Linked DNA regions of Sus scrofa: region 1 is linked to region 2. The links are chromatin contacts, called in public HiChIP or PLAC-seq maps. All regions are on one chromosome and are shown on one strand. Each heading gives the region's core, a stretch centred on a gene start, on an enhancer-like site or on the middle of the called end of the contact. The rest is flanking DNA. Distances are from core to core; before and after follow the strand shown. Region 1 holds the start of PCGF1 (polycomb group RING finger protein 1). Region 2 overlaps M1AP (meiosis 1 arrest protein).

Region 1 (4,015 bases), core at 1,033-3,532, 81 kb before region 2:
CAAAAAGGAGCTGCACCTAGGATGGAGATGGGGGCAGTTTTAGGAACTCTCCTTCTGCACAGGTCAAGAACTCTGCTCCTCCCTTCTCAGCCCCTTCTCCTCCCTCAAGAAACAAAAACAACAAAACCAAACGAAAAACCAAAACCAAACCAAACCAAACCAACCAAAAAAACCAGACTGTGGGAGTACTCACATGCTGGGGACTTAGCATCAAGCGGTGACAGAGGACTTTCCGGAGATGGCGAACCTCAGCTCTAACAGAACATCGCACATATTTGTTCTGGGGATGGGGTGGGGAGAAGAAGACAAGGTATGTGAGGGAGGGGCCATGGGGAGGTGAGTCTCCTTAAAGAGGCCCTCCCCTCGGCCACTCTCACCTGCAGGACGCTTTTATTCTTGTCTTTGCCAGAACTGGGGGGAAACAGACACAGGTTAGGGAACCTTATCCTTTCCCCGTGGCCCCCATCCAGAGCCACGATACACTCTCTTCAAAGGAACAGACACTCCCTCACGGCTCGCCCTCTCCCTGAGCCCCTCCCTGGCTCCGGCTCACTGTCACTGTCACTTCAGATAGCCTCACCTCAGCCGCTCCAGGCATAGGCTTAGCTGCTCATCATAGCGATAGTAGTGGGCTTTTGAGTGGTCGAAACTGCTGAAGGGGAGGCCGAGGTTGCTCAGGGCTGGCTCTGAGAAAGAGTAATAAGGAGGGTGGCACATGTTCCATACTACTTTTTCCCCAGGGAGAAAAACTGAGCAGGAGAAATGCTATGGGGGCTTTACCTTATCCTCCTGCTACCAAGGGACATACCTTCCCCACTGGGCTGAGTGATCCTGTCCAAGCCTCGGGACTGGTAGAATTCTCGGATCCGTTTCTCTTCACCTAGAAGGGAGTGGAATATGGGAAGTAAAGAATAAACCCTCCCTTGGAGTTCCCTTCGTGGTGCAGTGGTTAATGAATCCTATTAGGAACCATGAGGTTGCGGGTTCGATCCCTGGCCTTGCTCAGTGGGTTAAGGATCCAGAGTTGCTCTGAGCTGTGGTGTAGGTCGCAGATGTGGCTCGGATCCCACGTTGCTGTGGCTGTGGTGTAGGCCAGCAGCTACAGCTCTGATTCGACCCCTAGCCTGGGAACCTCCATATGCCACAGGTGCAGCTCTAGAAAAGACAATAAATAAATAAATAAATAAATAAACCCTCCCTCTCTTTGTCCTTCTAGCTGTCAACCTCTCTACCTACCAAAGCCCTTATCACCTCAAGCTGCCACCCAGCATCAGTCCTCTAGAGGCCTCTCAAAGTCAGGTTGGTTACTCACTGTCTTGCAAGCCTGGCACTAGCTTGTACACGATGTCCTGCATGACCCGGTCCAGTTTGAGGTTGAGCAGTGGCTGTGTCTCATGGATCTTGATGTTGCACATGGGGCAGTACTTGCTGGTTTGGAGGTACTTCACAATACAACTCTTGCAGACTGCAAGAGAAAAGCAGATTCTCAGGCCCTCCGTAAATAGGGTTCATGGGCTGGGCGGGGTTCCTGGGTGGTTGGGGCAAGCAGCTGGCAGCTAGCTTGGTGGGGAGTAGGGCCTGGAAGAACCAGCCAGGGTCCAGGGCACTCACACGTATGAAGACACTCAGTGATGGTAGTGGCATCCACGAAGTATCCTGCGCACAAGCAGCAGACGATGTGTTCATTCAAGTCTTTGATCTTTACTCGAACCTCCTCCTGCAGACACACCCTCTGTCAACGATCATTCCCCTAACCCCATCCCATGTGCCTTCACAACTTGGAAGTCGCCTCTCATCAGACTCCACTCCAATCCTGCACCCTGCGCGGTCAGATTAGCTCCCCAAGGCTGACACTCTCCCTCCGCCCAGCAGAGGGCTCCGCGCACAGCAGGGGCTCTGTTCAAGCCAACTCGCCCGATCTTCCTTTCCCAAGGGAGACTACGAGACGTAGGCTGCACAATGCGCAGGCGTCCTAGACCGGAGTTTGGCAACCGGACCGCAACCGCGCAGGCGCATTGGGCACCCTGTCTCTGCGCAGGCGCACTGGGCGCCCAGCCAGCCACCGCCCGTCCTCTAGCCGGCCCCGGTTCCCACAGCTAACCGACTACAGTGGTAACCCTGCCGCCCCTGCACCTCGTTCCGTAGCGGGTCCATCTTGTACACTGACTGGAGCTGGTTCCGAAGCCTCATCGCGATCGCAATCTGGCCCCCCTGAGGAGACGCCATCTTAAAGGCTGATCCCGGCCTGCCACTTCCGGTGCCGCCTGCGGGGCGGGACTTGTCGCCTCGCAACGACAGCTTAGGTCTTTTCGGATTCGCTGACCCTCTGTAAGGCCCCGCCCATACCCCTCTCTCCCCGTGTGCTCACCTGAGCCCCACTGGCCCCTCCCCCTCCTCAATCCGTACTTGGGGAGGGGGGGCGTGGGCCGGGGTCCTATCTCATTGACCTCATATAGAAATCATCATAATAGACCCTACACGACTTCGGGACTAACTTTTGGAGCCTGCAAAAAACTGCCGCCTTCTACCCCAAAAGGCCCGGCGGTCTCTGCCCGCCACCGCTCAGGGTCATCAATCTCTTGTGACGAAGTCCCCGCTAAAGAAGCCCCTCGGGAGCTTGAAGTGTCGCCCTCCTTGGCTTGACGCGTCCGCTTTATGGAGCTTCATCCCGATGGCGGGCCTCTCCCGGCTCCACAGCTGGGAGTTTCCTGGGGCTTAGCGGAATCTCCGAGAGGGTGGCAGGGAGGGAGGGACCCCCAGAGACTTGGTAGTGATCTTACCCCCGCCCCCATTCTCCCCCCTGCCGCCGAGGATGGGGGGGGCAGGCCCTGGTTAATGATGATGATTCAATCATCGGCGCCTGCGGAGGCCTGGGACAGACTAATGCAGAGCAGATGCCCAAGGAGGAGGGGAGGTCGGCTAGGACACTACCGCGCACAGACACGCTGAGGCAGCGAGTCCTGCGGTAGCATAGGCCCAGTCCCGTGCTTGGAAAGGACGCAGGGCCACTACACTTGGTACACCAACGTCCCTAGGTACTTTTTAAAATGTAGGGATTAAAAACAAACGAACAGAATAAGAGCACTGTGGCGTATTAACATCAAGTGCAATTGGAGACTCAAGAAGGGAGAGATCCCAGTGGAGACCTCCTACGGGCTTTCTGGAAGAAGTGGATCTTTGTATGGGCATAGTTTAGAGACCGGGGGTGTGATGGGAGTGGGGCAAGAAGTGCTAGAAATAGAAAAGAAAAGCAAAGGGGAGGAAAATGAACGGAGAGGGACAGAAAGGAGACCAAGGCATAGATTTGAGAGTAGTGATAGTCTTCTTATTGAGTTGGGACTCTAGCCTGAGGACAATAGGGAGCTAAGAGTTTTTTTTTTTTTTTTTTTTGAAGGGAAGGAGTTAATCCTATGAAAGAAACATAATTGTTCATTTATCTTCAGAGTGAATTAGAGTGAATAGTGGCAAGAAGGTATGAGATTAGTGATTTTTTTTTTTTTAAATCAACTACTTCTCACTACAGCCACTGCTTACCTCCCTGGTCGAGATACTGTCAATAGGTAGTCTCTTCTCTGGATGACAGCAGAGGCTTATTGCCTGCTTTCCTTGCTACTACCTTTACCCCTCTTTAGCCTATTCTTAACATAGTAGCTCACAGTGATTCTGGTAAAACATAAATAAAAAAGGATACATGGAAAGTTTTTTTTTTTTTTTTTTAGTTGATGGATGTTTATTGTGTTAGTGGTTTCATGGGTGTACACATATGTCAGCTTATCAAATTGTACACTTTAAATACGTACGGTTTATTGTATATCAATTTTGCCTTAAGGAAGTTGTTTAAAATTTAAAAATCAGGTGTCTTACTTTGTTCCAAACCTTCCAGAGCTTCCTCTTTCAATTAGAATACAAACCCAGGTCCTTGCAGTGGTCTTCATGGCCTTTCATGGTCTCTCACGGTCAGTCTTTCCAACCACAGTGGACCCCTCCCTGTTGCATAGATATACCAGGATATACT
Region 2 (3,868 bases), core at 382-2,881:
TGGCTGCAGCAATTTACATCCCAGCAACAGAGCCCAAGGGTTTCCTTTTCTCCACATCCTTGCTGACACTTATGAGTGGTCCTTTTGATAGTAGCCTTTCTGACAGGTGTGAAGTGATCGTGGTTTTGATTCGCATTTCCCAGATGATCAGTGATGTTAAAGATGAGAGCCTCTTTTCATATGTTGACTCTTTGTATGTTTCTTCGGAAAAACGTCTATTTAGGCCCTCTGCCTATTTTTAATGGTTTCTTTTTTTTATTTTTTTAATATAGGTCCTTGTATAGGTCCTTTGGCTATTTTGGATATTACCCCCCTTTCAGATATATCGTCTGAAAATCACTTGCAAATATCTTCTCCTGTTCAGTAGCCTGCCTTTTCATTTTGACAGTTTCCTTCACTGTGCAAAAGCTTTTCAGTTTGATGTAGTTTCATTTGTTTATTTTTGCTTTTGCTTCCCTTGACTGAGGAGACCTATTCAAAAAAAATATTGCTAAAACTGATGTCAAAGAGCGCACTATGTTTTTCTCCTAGAAGTTTTATGGTTTCGGGTCTTACACTTAAGTCTTTAATCCATTTGGAGTTTATTTTTGTATATAGTGTTCTTTCCAACTTCTTAATCTACAGGTTCTTGGGAGAGCCATGGAGCAGAGCTCCTTCCTTTGCAAAAGTTCTCAAGCAATCGCCGTAGAGGTGTTGTGCTTCAGATTTGAGTCATCTGTTTTTGCAGGGACCTTCTCAAGGACAGTCACATTACCCAAGCTAAAGACTAGTGTGTAAACTGAAACACTTTTTTTTTTTTGTTTGTTTGTTTTTTAGGGCTTCACCCGCAGCATATTGAGGTTCCCAGACTAGGGGTCGAGTCGGAGCTGCTACAGCTGCCAGCCTACACCACAGCCACAGCAGTGCCAGATCTGAGCCGCATCTTCCGTCTACCCCACAGCTCATGGCAACACCGGATCCTTAACCCACTGAGTGAGGCCAGGGATGGAACCCGCAACCTCATGGGTCCTAGTCGGATTCGTTTCCGCTGGGCCACGATAGGAACTCCTAAACTGGAACACTTTGAAGGGAGAACTTCTTTTCCATTTTCTCTGTCACTGGTCCAGGCATTCATTTCCTTGTGCCTGGATCACGGCAGTAGCGTCTCAGCTATTTCATCAAACTCCATCCCTTCCTCTCTGGTACTTCTTACTACCAGCTAATGTTTCTAAAGCATGGTTTCTTCAGATCCTTCCTTTGCTAAAGAGCACATAGTGCCTTCCTGCTGTCAGCTTCTTTACTCCCTTTACTCATCCTGTACCACTTGTTACTATTCATTATTCCTCAGATACCCCCATTCTTCCTGTATTCTGTGATGGCTCAGACACCCTCCTCTTCTCTTCCTGCTGAGACGCTACATCCCCAGCCCCCCGCTCAGTAGCTTGTGCAGAGCTGAGGCTTAGCAAATGCCTGCTGAGTTTAACAACTGCTCCCTCCTCCTCAGCTCTCATTGCTTTTTCCTGAAACTCTTCTGTTTCAACTAAGTTGGTCTCCTTGCCACGTGACTTCCTTCCTTCCTTAATGCTTTTATTACTCTTGTCAATCTACGGCCTGCACCTCCTCCAGAATTCAACTCAGAACTAACTTTGTCCAGGAAGTTATGCTTATTTATTTATATCCTATTTGGCTGTAACCAGCACCCCCTGGATATCTGTGGGCTCCATTTGGGCAATATTAATTTACTTGTTACTTTGTTTCTTCTAAAGGGTTTTCTTTTCCTTAGTTTATGAAAGGTGGTGGAATATAGCAGAAAGACCCAGGGTTTGAATCGCAGCTTGAAAGCTGTTAGCTATGTGACTTTGGGAAAAGTGGGGATAGTATAAAATATTTCATAGTTATAGGAGGCATAAGAAGTTAGGAGTTTTCTTTGCAGCTCAGTGGTTAACGAACCCGACTAGGATCCATGAGGATGGGGCTTTGATCCCTGGTCTCGCTCAGTGGGTTAAGGATCCAGTGTTGCCGAGAACTGTGGTGTAGGTGGCAGACCTGGCTCAGATCCCATGTTGCTGTAGCTGTGGTGTAGGCTGGCAACTGTAGCTCTGCTTTGATCCCTAGCCTGGGAACTTCCATATGCCATGGCTGTGGCCCTAAAAAGCAAAAAAAAAAAAAAAAAAAAAAAAAAAAAAAAAGAAAAGAAAAAAGCAAAAAAAGTAAGATGATACCTGTGTAATCAGTAGGCCCAACAAAAAATGGTATTTTCTTCCTTTTCTCTCGTCAACAAAGTGATTTGCTATTGTAAGAAAAGAATGTGCTTTCCTTTTTTCAAACTCTTTTTTTCCCCCCCATCACTTGTCTTGGTGACTTTCTTCCTATCACAACATGCATAATACCAACTCCGTACTGTGTTCCTCACAAATTTAACTAAATGTGCCAGACCTGAGGCATGGGGAGGAGACTTCTCACTCCTCGGGGGTTGAAGAAGAGCTTCCATGCTGACTGGTGAGCAGGGCAGTCAGTGAGACTGGTCACACTGAGGTTATGAATGAGAAAGGTTATGGGAGTGAAGGCACAGCTCTGAGTGTCTGGGTGTTTATGACAAATGAGAAAGGGCTTGGTCCATTGCAGTTTAGGGGCAGCCAGCATTCCCATTCTGTTTTTGGACCTACTCTGCCCCCTTGTGGCCACAAGCAGTGACATTCACCATTGAGCTCTTTTTTAGGCTTTTCTGGAAGGGCCGCAGTAATGGGAAAGACTAAGAAAGCCGCATGATTGAAAATAAAGTAATGCCTAAGCAATCCTTCTCAGAAGTCAACCCTGAAACAGGGTTACACAATTGGAATATGTTTAAAATGGGAGAATTTGGAGTTTCCGTCGTGGCGCAGCAGAAACCAATCCCACTAGGAACCATGAGGACGTGGGTTCTATCCCTGGCCTCGCTCAGTGGGTCAAGGATCTGCCGTTGCAGTGAGCTGCGACGTAGGTCACAGACATGGCTCAATTCCCAAGTTGCTGTGGCTGTGGTGTAGGCTGGTGGCCACAGCTCCAATTTGACCCCCAGCCTGGGAACCTCCATATGCTGTGGGAGCAGCCTTGAAAACATAAAAAGACCAAAAAAGAAAAGGGGAGAATTTAACACTTTAACACATATAATATAACACATAGAAATATAATAGCTATATTTCTCTCTTGACATAGAAAGTCTAAAAGAAAATGGTGCTCTTGGCCAGTCTTACACATCCTCCCTGGTCCCATAAAGGTCTTGACCTGTAGGCCAGACCTCTTCCTTCCTTCCTCTCTACCTCCCCCACCTCCTCCCTCCCTCTCTCACTTCCTACCTTCCTTCCTTCCTCTGTCTCTCTACCTGTCTGTCTCTCCCGGTGCCTGTGGCATACGGAAGTTCCTGCGCCAGGGATCAACCCTGAGTCACAGGAGCAACTCAAGCCACTGCAGTAACAATGTTGGGTCCTTAACCAACTGAATCACACAGGAACTCCAGATCAATTTCTCTCTCTCTCTTCCTTCTTTTTTCTTTTCTTCCTTCCTTCCTCTCGTTTTCTTTCTCTTTCTTTCTTCCTTCCTTTCTTTCCTTTCCCTCCCTTCCTCCCTTCCTTCCCTCCTTCCTTTCCTTTCTCTTCCTTCCTTTTGTCCTTTCTTTCCTTCTTTCTTTTTTGTCTTTTTAGGGCCACACCTGTGGCATATGGAAGTTCCCAGGCTAGGGGTCCAATTGGAGCTGCAGCTGCCAACCTACACCACAGCCACAGCTCATGGAAACGCCGGATCCTTAACCCACTGAGCAAGGCCAGGGATCGAACCCACATCCTCACGGATCCTAGTCGGATTCTTAACCCACTGAGCCACAACGGCAAGTCCCAGACAAATTTCTTTCTAA

The links. HiChIP or PLAC-seq counts read pairs in DNA pulled down with a chosen protein or histone mark.
Region 1: an H3K27ac HiChIP or PLAC-seq map of alveolar macrophages shows a contact between it and region 2. The contact joins the promoter of PCGF1 here to the enhancer-like site in region 2. A contact is called at or near these places in 2 of 5 promoter capture datasets (fetal skeletal muscle and liver), 26 of 47 Hi-C or Micro-C datasets (adipose tissue, alveolar macrophages, blood and 12 more) and 2 of 2 datasets of contacts at active chromatin or transcription factors (alveolar macrophages and skeletal muscle).

What each region holds. Positions count from the first base shown.
Region 1 is chr3:68,538,941-68,542,955 of Sscrofa11.1, reverse strand. It overlaps PCGF1 (polycomb group RING finger protein 1), which reads right to left and starts at 2,282. Exons shown (of 9, transcript XM_005674546.3): 1 at 2,134-2,282; 2 at 1,612-1,717; 3 at 1,313-1,465; 4 at 809-880; 5 at 581-686; 6 at 378-411; 7 at 194-280; 8 at 1-16. The coding sequence starts at 2,226.
Region 2 is chr3:68,457,709-68,461,576 of Sscrofa11.1, reverse strand. The region is part of intron 4 of M1AP (meiosis 1 arrest protein); the gene reads right to left. Among named protein-coding and RNA genes, the nearest start is that of DOK1, 38 kb to the left of the region's middle. Within about 2 kb of position 1,631, at least 19 of the 83 cell types and tissues checked have an H3K27ac peak or open chromatin away from gene starts, as enhancers often do. A contact at or near this core is called in adipose tissue, alveolar macrophages, liver and 3 more, where this site is marked.